2 separate regions of the Mus musculus genome follow, and region 1 is linked to region 2. A link is a contact called in public promoter capture Hi-C data. All regions are on one chromosome and are shown on one strand. Each heading gives the region's core, a stretch centred on a gene start, on an enhancer-like site or on the middle of the called end of the contact. The rest is flanking DNA. Distances are from core to core; before and after follow the strand shown.

The links. Capture Hi-C pulls out chosen DNA fragments and counts their contacts.
Region 1: a contact with region 2 is called in a promoter capture Hi-C map of pancreatic islet. The contact joins two enhancer-like sites. A contact is called at or near these places in 1 of 39 promoter capture datasets (the C10 cell line), 1 of 484 Hi-C or Micro-C datasets (uterus), 1 of 115 datasets of contacts at active chromatin or transcription factors (astrocytes) and 2 of 9 other capture datasets (liver and pancreatic islet).

Annotation. Positions count from the first base shown.
Region 1 is chr1:66,384,005-66,389,919 of GRCm38.p6, reverse strand. All of the region lies in intron 4 of Map2 (microtubule-associated protein 2), which reads right to left. Among named protein-coding and RNA genes, the nearest start is that of Map2, 65 kb to the right of the region's middle. Within about 2 kb of position 2,974, at least 84 of the 459 cell types and tissues checked have an H3K27ac peak or open chromatin away from gene starts, as enhancers often do. A contact at or near this core is called in pancreatic islet, where this site is marked.
Region 2 is chr1:66,219,565-66,225,532 of GRCm38.p6, reverse strand. Gm51629 (a long non-coding RNA gene) reads left to right here. Exons shown (of 3, transcript XR_003947841.1): 3 at 1-5,968. It also overlaps a transcript of Map2 not described here. Among named protein-coding and RNA genes, the nearest start is that of Gm51629, 8.1 kb to the left of the region's middle. Within about 2 kb of position 3,827, at least 12 of the 459 cell types and tissues checked have an H3K27ac peak or open chromatin away from gene starts, as enhancers often do. A contact at or near this core is called in pancreatic islet, where this site is marked.

The sequences.
Region 1 (5,915 bases), core at 1,725-4,224, 170 kb before region 2:
ATACTTTTACTGCCACCATCAGCTCTCTTCTCGTTACATGAATCCAGTTCCCCCTCACAGATTCTCAGTTTATTCTTACATTCCCAGCCCATCGTTCCAATTCAGTCTTACAAATGCATCACTCACACTGCAGTATTCTTTTTGTAGTACTAATTTGTCTACGTAATTTCTCCCTTTAACTTCATGTATGGATTCTCAACCTCTATCTGCATTAATTAAAATACTTAATAGTATCTATACCAGGAACTCGACAGAGTGATATATGTCAAAGGAACGGAGAAGAGCAAAACAGCAAAGCACAGCTTCCAGGCATTTACAGTCTTGGAATAAAAACTGGTTAATAAGTAACACCAGTAGAAGGATGCTCTTAGCAACACAGAAGCACAGTCCCTGCAGGTGTTCAGGCAAGCTTTACAGAGAAGGAGATCACAGCAGCTCTCTGCCCTGGCTGGTAGACTCCCAAGACCCTTCTCAAAGGTTTCCCCATTGTGTCTTATAACACTGCTCTAGAATAAAACCCTCACAGTTTGGCTGGATACAATGCAACAGTGATACCAAAAGAAGGTTTTCAGTCTAGTCAGAAGACTGAGGCTGGAGGAACCCATGAGGGAAGGAGGTCCTCTTTTGCCAATACAGTCGGGATCTGTACTTCAAATTTAGACTCAAATCTAATGTTCAGGCTGCTCTACTATAAATGTATTCCCTTATCCAAGTACAATGTTTTGTGAAAATTTGAGGTTTTTTGCAACAAATTTTAAAAACAGACATGTTACTTTCATATTTGTATAACAGACAAATTATTTTCATACTTTCATATTATGGTAAAACACCTAGCATTTGTATAGCTGTTAGAAGCTGAGGGAGAACCCAACACACATGCTTTTGTCTTCTCTCTCTCTCTCTCTCTCTCTCTCTCTCTCTCTCTCTCTCTCTCTCTCTCTCTCTCTCTCTCTCTCTCTCCTCCGCATCTTAGCTAGGTAAGAATTGTATTTTTTATGAGTGTAGCTGAACAGTGTGACTCATTTGCCGAGAGCTGCTGCATGGTGAGCGGGTAGCATGTGGCTCAGCTTGTCCCCCAGGATTCACACTGCCTGGTCAGATAAGGCTGGAAGCACCAGGGTTTGTCAGGCAACAACACCAGTTGTTCTATTCATCTGTTCTTGATGCGAATTTCCATATTCCCCCGAGTGCAGGTGCAAATGCTCTCTGTAACATGCTAAGGAGCAATGAAGCATGAAGATACAGGGAGGAAGGGAGAAAGGCTCTCCACGCCAAAGCAGAATTTCAGTGTATCTAAGGAGCTTGTGGAAGAAGGTCGGGGGAGGTGTTTACTGCCTAGTATCGCCAAGCTACTCAGGAATTGCAACAAAGGCAAACTCAAAGCCCAAGCACTCGCCATTCAGTGCCAAATACTTTTCTGATATAAACTAGCAATATTGTCAACTAGTCTATATGTTTATAGATGCATAGATATGTAAACATATTACTATACAATTCAAATGTTACGTTATTGTTTGATTACACATATATTCTCAAGATACCTGAAAATTATTGTTAAACTAAAACCACATTTCTCTTTCTCTCTCTCCCCTTCCCTCCCTCCCTCCCAACCTCTGTCCCTCCCTCCCCCTTCCATTCTTTCTTCTTTTTTGTTTTGTAAGGAAAGAATATATAGAAGTAGAAATAGAGTGAACATCAAAAATTCCTTGATAATATTAATCAAGCCAAGGATTTGCCAAAAAGTAGAACTAAATCTCAAAACAGTAACTTCCATTGCTGATTATTTTCTCATAATCCATTTTAAATAAAAATATTTTATAAACTGGTGAGAATTTTTCTCTAAATGGAGATTGTTTCTAACCCTCAGAAATTGGAAAGCAACGAAATAAATCATCATGAGAAAATAAAACAGCAAATTAGAAATGAGAAAAAAAGTCAGGATATTAGAAAATATAGGAGAAAGTTTGAAAATCATAAAATATAATTAAATTATATCTACATTTAATTACACACACACACAGACACACAGACACAGACACACACACACCAAATTGGCACAAATTGTTTTTAGCACAATAGACTTGGTAATAACTCAAATCCAGTAAAATGTTTTTTTAAGTGTCAATTAGCCAAAGGGACTGATGAAATACTTTTTAAAATATCAATTCTGATGTGGTTCTGTTATTTAATAGAAACCAAGACAAACGAGATGGTCCCACTAGATTCAAGAACACAACAAGAACAACTGTGTGCCAATAAATCAACATTTTAAAGCATCACATTATGTCTTATGAGACAGAACTTTGCTGATGTCAATTCAAAAGTTTGTAGGCATTTAAAATTCCGAAACGATCCTACAATATATTGAGTCATTGGGTTTAATAGGAACAGTCTCAAGAAACCATTTTTTCCCCGATATTTTGATTCAGAATTACTGGTTTAAGACAATGTCACCCTGCTGTGACTTTGACTGAGAAGCAAACATGATCAACGAAGCATCACATGACTCTATATTTAGATGAAAAACTTTACTTGGTGTTCATTGCTTCCTCTATTGTGTAAAGCATAGACCCTTCTAGCTGGGGTATATATAAGCCCATACCTTCCTAGGAGCAAGAGACATCATTCTGTATGGCACTGTCCATGAAAGCTGGCCCTGATAGGCTCAGATCCAGTAGGCATCAATACAACAAGCTGTACAGTATGACAGAAGTGCACACCCACACCCGCTTCATCTGGTAGAAACCATGCAGGCAGGACAAAGCAATCACCACAGATACAAACCTTATAGAAGTGCCTTAATTAGAAAAAATCTACATCTCTCTCATTCCTTCTAGCCCAGATGCCTAACCTTCATGAGGAAAGTCTTGAAAAGATTCCCATTTTCTGGTCTCATCCACCGGTGCTGCCAGGCCGGACGGTTTGCAGCAAGCCTGTGTGTTTTCCTGCAGATCCACCCTTGAATGCTAAGTAACTGCTCTGCACACGCCTCTCTCTGCGGAGCTCAGGGAAATGGCAGCCAGAGCAATGAGTGGTTGGCATGGCAACAACAAGAAGAAAATCTGCAACCTCTTGTATTGTTAGGCCTGCTTGTTTATTTGCCTCAGGGGCCTATGCGGATAGCTTTAGTCATTTTGCTGGAGAAATGGCGCCGAGCTATTTTGCTGTGCGTACATTAATGTAGCGTATACAGTAGGTTGTATTTTAAAGGGGATCTCAATTGAGAATTGAAGGAAGAATAAGAATAAGAGGGTAGCAAAAGGCAGGTTTCAGTTTCCTAAGGTTGAAAAGGAAGAACAGAAAGGTTAGAGCTCTTGGCTGTTTGCATTTGAGCGATGCCAACCTCTGCGCCTATTATGTGTTTTCCAGCTTCAATATACGGTCTATGCAACAATAATTTTATGGGTCTGGGCCTGTCTGTTATGGGGCTGCTTGAATTATGGGGATGTTAAAAAGGAGAGAAAGCTATATCACCTCCTGGGTAGGGGGTAGACCTGGAAAATACAACTGAAAATATAGATGTTCCAGGGGAAAAAAAAAAGGGATTGTCGAGAATGGTTGGGAGTCAGGTAAAGAAATGTCCTTCCTTTTTATTTTATTTTATTTTATTTTATTTCTATTTTTTTATTTACCCCAAGTGATATGCAAAAAAGAGCCACTTCATCTGGGGACTTGTTTTCTCCTATTAGTGTTCAAATCCCATACCCAAGAACAACTTAAGTCACTCATGTCTGCTCTTAAAAACTTGCATACCTTGACAACTATAAATATCTTTTTCTTTTCGGCTGCCCTTCAGTCTCCACTTTGGAGGAAACTGAGACTCACGCTATGATTTCATGCCATGCTCTAGGAGTGTGAATATAAGTTCTACAACAGAAATGTGCACTTTGCCTGCCATAGATGGCAGCTGCAGAGGGGCAAGAGAGGAGCTCTCTTCTAAAAAGTAAGGAGCTTGGACCCTGTAGTACATGGTCTCAGGTGATGACTACACCCAAGAAAGATGGAAAGCTAGTCTTCTAGATGGACAAAGGTCGATATTACAAGATTAATTCTTTCAGGTAACAAACAAACAAAAACAAAACAAAACAATAAAACCTCTAATCTAAAGGAATCTTGAAAGACTTGTCAGTGGGCAGCCTGCTTAGAATGTAAATGAATGATAAATTATACACAAAAATTACATCTCTTCTTGGAGAAAAGACAATTCAGAATGAAACCAAGTTGCAAGGGGTTCCAATTGTCCTTCTGTGTCCTGTGTTGGAAGGTAGGGAGAGGTGGAGGGAAGGTTTCAGGATCTCTGTAATATCATAATCTATTGTTCGAGTCCTTATGTAAAATCTCATAACATTTGCATAAGGCCTCTGCAATCTGCACATATGTCTTAAGCCATCTCTAGACTGCTTATATTATGGATATGGTGTACAAATTCCATGTTAATAATTGATATACTGCATTAAGTAAGAAACAGTGACTGGCAGGAAAGCACTATTATTCTGTCCAAACACAATTTCTTTCAGATTTGTTTAATTCACAGTTGTCTTTAGTAGTGGGTGAGCAGATAAGGAGAACAGACTCCAGTTTTGCAAGCATCCCTTGAGGAACAGAGAGGCATCAGAGACTTTTCTATCTCTAGAGAAAGAATGGTGTTCAACAAATGTGAGGAATACAGAATTAACACATCCTTTGCAGATCTGGCTTTTACCATTGGCATTTACATTATATTAAGGTGATTTCATAACTGTACTCAGCAAGGATGAGACTCAATGCCATCGACAACAGGACATCAAAAGACGTGACAACCAGTGACTTTGCCAAGTCACGAGCACACCGAGTATGGAAACTGTCTCCACATCCTTAAAATGCCACTTGAAAGGTAACTTTAAACATTTCCGCTTCCTATAATGATGTTCTGATCAAAGTGTTTTACATTTTTAGATACAAAGATTTATTGGTTTTTATAGATACAATCAAGCCTTCTGCCCTTTTCCAAGTAACCTCATGCTAACTTAATATGAATTCTAATGACTTTGATCCTAGCTTCTGGATCAGAAACTTATAGATGAGGTGCCTAATTGTCACTCTGTAAATTCTGTGGGGGCCAAAACATATTTCTCTTGCTTTGTTTAATAAAGTGCAAAGGAAAAGAACAGATTATTCCAAGCTAATATTCTTCTAAATTATGCTTTGGATAACAATTTTAAAACGAAAAAAAAAAGCCTAACTGTTGATTTAGTGGCTTGCTTCTGAATAGTTTCACATGTATTTACATCCTTCCATGGCATAGCTTTAAAAATGGCACTTTAGTACAAGGAAAAAAAGCCCACCCACCTTTCTGTGGGCTTGCCTTTACATTGTGTGGCAGGAGATCACAGCTAACAAATATAAGGACTAAGATTGAAATACTATTGCCTTCTAACATATCCTGCTCCCCAATCCTGGTCTCAGTGCACAAGGACAAAATCAAGTTGACTGTAGATGTGCACCTTCCAAAAGTCTCAACGATCATAAATGAAAATGAACGTCCAAAGGGTAAGAGATAGAGATGGTAGGACACCAGGCCAAAGGAGGCCCAGTCTTGGGAAGATATGATGGTCCCATCCTTGACCATGTAAACCTGTTTATGGAGATGGATTACAAATGAGCTCAGGGAAAATAACTTCTGGAAACAAAGAGACAACCATAGCCAAGAGGAAAGTAGAAGAGATATTCTGAGTTAACTAGGAGTTTTGTGGCCACCTCAAGCACAGCTGAGGACCTCCCCCCCCCCACTGAGGAGTGCTCTATATAAATAGTTGGGTTTTTGAGGATTATTCTTTATGGAAGAAATATGATATACTGTTACAGTGTATGTAAGCAAGCAAGCAAGCAAACAAAAAAGAATGAGCTCCTTGGTCCTATTTGAAATGGTCACCTCC
Region 2 (5,968 bases), core at 2,578-5,077:
CAGTATATGTCAACTTCTCACCTGATCATTTTTCCAAGGGGAAAATATTTACATTTTCCTGGAGACCATCTAAGAAGCTTCTGGAATACATGGTCACAGACCTTGTTCCTGTTTCTTGATCCTAGACATCATAAGGTATGTTACACATGAGCTGCAGTAATCCCTTAGTGTTAAAGTGAAAGATTCAGTAAAACAAGAAAATGTAGAAATACAAAATGGATAGTTTTTCAGAATGAACTAATTAATGAAAACTAAAACTGTAGATGGATTCCATTCTCATGTGGCTGTTCCCTTTTCTCTGAGCAGTGTAGGAAAACACATTCTGGGCCTGGTCCATGCTAAGCAAGCCCACCACAAACTGAACTAAACTCCCTGTTGGGGACAAGCAAACAAACAAAAATGCTGTTTATGAATATAGTTAATGTTGATTTGACCTTTATCTTGTTCTTAACTCTTCAACATAGTCTCTGCTTATCTTCTAAAGCCTCTCCTGCATCATGTACCCTAAGATCACACGTGTGTTTCTCCAACAAATACTAGTAAGTAGATAGGATAGTTTGTCCTAATGTTATAGAATATTGTGGCCTCATATTTATCCTATCCTAAGGTGGAAGAGAACAAACATTTAGCCTTTTAATTCAGAGTTGTTTCCCATTGTCTTTATAAAAAGAGAGAACAAAATTTCAATTATAATTTATATATCTCAAAGACAACATTTTTCAACTATCCCTTTTGAAGAACTATTCAGAAGGCAGTTTTCCACTCATGGCTTGTGGTTTGCCTGTGTGTATAAACACATAGTAGGATGTTAATTTCTTTATGTAAACTTCCAACAGTATTACAGACTGTTCTCAACTGGTATATAAATATAAATCAATTCTCCAGTCTGTAGGATGAAGATAAATAGAGCTAGGTACATTCTGTGCCATACACTTGGAAAACTGGGGAAGGATATGAATGCTTTCAACTTAATCAATGGTCATTTGATAGTAAGTGAAGAGCTGTCACTTGAGAAAGTCTCTACTGAAATTACCACCTTGACAGGGAGGAGACAATGAGATTATAATTGGGAATATATACATTTATGCATATACACATATGCAAGCTATAACAAGAAGTGACAAAGAGGCCATGAGTCTGAAGGAGCATAGGGAGAGGTATATGTGAAGGTCCAGAGGAAGGAAGGGGAAGGGAGAGATGCTACAATTATATTATAATCTCAAAAAATGCACAAAAATATTCTCAAATAAGATTCAGAATTCAGATGTGTTCTTTGAAAATTGAGAAAATTACCTATGTATTTCTTCTTCCTATTTATAGATTTGAGCTACATATATAAACACATATAGACATAAACACACATAAACACACACATAATAAATGCATATACATACAATAAACACACATTAATAAACATGCACACACATATACATAGGGCTAAAATAACAATTTTCATGTATTCCTTCACTGTGTAATACAATATTACTTCATAAGTAAATTATTTCAAACTTCAATAGCATACCCCTTTCTTAAAATGTCATATCTTAAAAGAGTTGCTATTTTTATTTATATACAAATTAAATTATAATAATGTAATCCTTTTCCTTTCTCATAGCAATATTTATTTCCAAAGTGAAATATACTAAATTGAATCCTGATCAAACTACTATCAGAAATGAAATTTAGAATACCTATCCTATAGACTATAGATTATTTTCTAGGCTGACAGAATAATCAATAGGTAATATTAGAGAACCTACATCTTTACCTTCCTACAATCCAAAGTATAAAACAAAAACAAAAACAAAAACTACACAAAACACTTGTAATCCTTACTTTCTGGCTAAGAAAAACATCTTACTGACTGGTGTGTTCAGCAGTCATTGTCTTAAGTCATTTAACTCAATTGGCTGCAGTGAGCCAAGGCTTACATCAAAGCAAAGAACATGTGCAAGACAAAACCACAGCCAATTGTTACCAAAATTGCTTTGTTCACCTCCTGGCTGCTCTCCTGTATTTCCAACTCCCCTGGGTTAGCCACTAGCTGCTACAGAGAGCATCTGAGGTAATGAACGCTGTTTTTAAAGCTTGCCTCCTCCTCTGAAGTATTCAATGTCAGGAAACACCCTGAATCAGGATTGCAGAATGTGAGCAAGTCTCTGGGCACAGACTCACCTGGTTAAGACAAACAGAAGTGGATCTCTTCAAACTGAAGGCAGCTTGCTGGAAATATTTTTTTCATGAGGAAATCACAGGAGAAGATATGAGACTGCTTTTTGTGAAATACACACTGGAAAATACAGTGTAAACGTGCAGGCACTCACTGTTTTACAAGGGGTGGTTAAATGATGAATAATAAGTTCAGTTTTATTCCCTGACTTGTTCCAATTGATAATTACATTCTTCATATGTAAAACCTTTATTAAAGATTTCACAAATTGGTCTTAAGAGTACTTCAGATGGCTCATTAAGAATTCTTATACTTTTTAAGGTTATAGACCAAAAGGAGCTGGAGAGATGGCTCAGTGGGTAAGAGTGTTGGCTGCTCCTCCAGAGAACCCAGGTTCAATTTTTAGCCCCCAGTTCTCAGCTCACAACTTGTCTGTTGCATCATGAATTTATAGTATTCCTTTCTCTTTTGCTACCTTGATGAAGAATTTCATTTGCATGAACTTTTTAGGACTCTTTTAAAGTCAGAAAATGCTGAGAGGCCAGATTTACTTTATTGTTAAAATATCTCCTTGCCTTAACGTTTTTTAAAAACACTTTTAGCATTTAATGAAACCACAAAATAATACCAGGGTTCTTTTGGGCAAGTATGCTTATAATTTTATAGAAATCACTCTTAATTTCCCGTTATTACACTCCATATTAATATATAAACATCCCAGTATTACTTGTCAGCACACACAGCTTCAAATGTTAATGTAAAGACTGCTGTTGAGTGATGGATCCAAGAGCAGTGCTGCCTCAATTTATATATCTGTGGTCCATAGCTTAGAACTATGTATACTTGGCCACTTTGCCAATAAGGATGAGAAAATGACATTACCAAGCTAAATGATTGAATATAAGTTTGCATACAATGCTTGCCTTGACATTTTAAAAGTAAATGAACCCTTCATTCACAAAGGGTAAAAGACATTCTTAAATATTAACATACATCAAATAAAGAGGCATGGTCCTATTGTTGAATATCACTCCCTTGTTTTTTATTAAATGTGGAAATCAAGGATATTGTTCTTAAAATATTTAGTAAATCATCATGATATGATAACCCTCAAAAGACAATTTATCATAAATGTATAATAATTAGTAGTGAAAACATTTGCATTTATTATCTGACCAAACAACATACAAGGATTACTTCCTGTCCAGGCATTCCTCAGTACTTTCATTCTTTTGGAAAATACAGAACTACTTGAATGGACTAGAGAAAAAAAGCCTGGTGGCTTTAGTAGTGTACACTTGTAGAACTGAGTTGTCTTAGTGTGGGGAAACATAGAGTATAGCATTTTTATAACCCCAGTTTGAACCCTGGATAACCATAGGGCTGGGGCGTAATACATGGAGCTATAGAGAAATGGACTGTCCTAGAAGAGTAAGTATACTGTGTAGGTGAATTATTGAAGAAAGAGATTGTTTCTGAGTTTCTTAGTAGGAGAGAAAGTCTGCAAAGAAAAACTGTATGTGTAATTACAGGATAGCACAAGGAAACCGTTAAAGTAAAACACTAATAACATGCCTGACTGGATAAGCACACACAAGAACTTGCCATATGTGAGGCTGCTCATCCCTCCTTTTAAAAGCGGTGCCAGGGGGCATTGCTCATCTCCATGACAAGCTGTTTCCACTGACTGCCTCTTCCTGCACAGCGTTTGCTGAGCCCAGAGCATTGTTCAAATGTTCACTTCTCTCAATCACATGTGTTTAAATTCAAGCAAGACATACTAAGTTGGAACGTGGAAGATTTGCTATGTTAAAATAATGTATGGATGGCTAAGGTCTGAGAGCAAATGTGGGTTTGGTGCAGCAATAAAGTTAGCAGGTGGCTGCTGAGATTGGAGACCCTCAATAAAACGGAAACCTATGATTTCCGTGTTTATCAGGAATTGGTACATCCATGATAGTGTTTTCACTTCCCAGTCACTATGTTCCAGGCCTGGGGGTAGGGGGCCGTGGGTGGAGATCTGTCATTTTCATATTCAAGTTTTAGTGTGTGTGTGTGTGTGTGTGTGTGTGTGTGTGTGTGTGTATCTGTGTGTGTAAGAGAGTGAACAAGAGAGCAAGAGAGAGAGAGAGAGAGAGAGAGGGGTTAATTTTACAATAAGACTCTGGAAGCAGGAGCTATGCTTTACTTAGGGAAATATCAACCTGAATGGCTGAGAACTGGGGCACTGAAAAACAACGTGTGCATGCATGTGTGTATGTCTGTAGTAGATAGAGACAGAGAGACAAGGAGAGACATAAACAGAGAAAGGGAATCAAAGAGAGAGAGAGGCACAAAGATATTGAGATACTGAGACACAAAGATACAGAACAAAGATGGTGAATGACTGTAAAGAGCTTGCCACATGGAAATTTGAGAAAGGATAAGGTGTGGCTGACTATGATATCACTATTTCTTCTCTTCCTAGAGGACGGAGAAGAAAAGCAAGTAAAGACACTTAATCAGCAGCTAGGAAAGGGAAGAGGAGGAGGGAGGGAGAAAGGAAAAGAAAAATGCACATATTTCCCTCAAAGTGGTAAATAAAAATTCTAAATCTTGACTGTTTGGGAGAATTAAAGACAACAAGGGTCAATGGAATATAATGAGCAAGCATGGTATCAACCTTCTCGACTCAGAATCAGTATCTGATGGGAAAGAATAAAATACCCGGTGGGTTAAGGAAAGAGCTCAGGCAAATGCGTAAAAACTTCAGATAAAGGTTGATACTAAGCAGAAGTATCCAGCAATGAAAGAAATGTGGAGCTCTAAATCAAAATGTAATTATTGTCATGCAAGAATTAAAATAAGGGCCCAAAAAAACCTCTGGTCATAAATTTGTTTAAAGTAACTACAAGTGAGGAATTGAACGATACAATTTCCAGGCTCTCTTTTAACTCTAATTTTTATTGTGAAGATTCCATGACCCAGTTCAGCCCAGAACTCTTGGTGTGGTCCTGATAGTATCATTTTGGATGCTACCCTTAAGCCTGACGGGGCAGAACAACAGAGAAGTGCTCTTACATACTGGCTGCCGCAGGCAGTGGAATGGGACTTGGCTACCCCATGCCTGTCTCCAGTTTCCTCATCTAGTAAGTGAGGGTAAGATGATCAAAGGCAACCACACATTTTAATTAGAAGCAATCTGTAAAACTCTTTGCCAAAGGTAACATATTATTATCTGTTGGAACAGTTGTCAAAACACAGGAATCGTGGGACCTATGAGATTAAAGAGCTGAAGGTACAGACTCGAGAGCAACTGAATCTAAACTAAGGCTTTGCTCACTTAGAAAGCACTAGATTGAACAACAACAACAAAGTTCCATGAGACTTTTCAGCTTTATTAAAATCTTAAAATTAGATATCCTAATAAGGCTGGCTCCAATAAAAACAAACAAACAAACAAACAAACAAAACAAAAAATAGCAAAACAAACAAAAAAACTCTTCAAAGGGAATGGATTCTCCATGCACTGAGAACCTCGCCCTTCATGAGGCATTGACCCCTATAATGTACAAAGAAAATGAAAACACACACAAACACACACACACACGCACACACACACACACACACACACCCCTCATCTTCTAATACAGTTAGCATTGATTAGACATTCATCACTCATCTAAATAGCTGGGCAGAAAATTGAACAATTTCACAAAGAGAAGAAAAGCCAATTGCTAAACTGTAGTTTGTACACACCCCGCAGATCTATTTCTCTAAACCACAATCCTGTAGAAAGTCCTAATTCGCAGAAGGGAA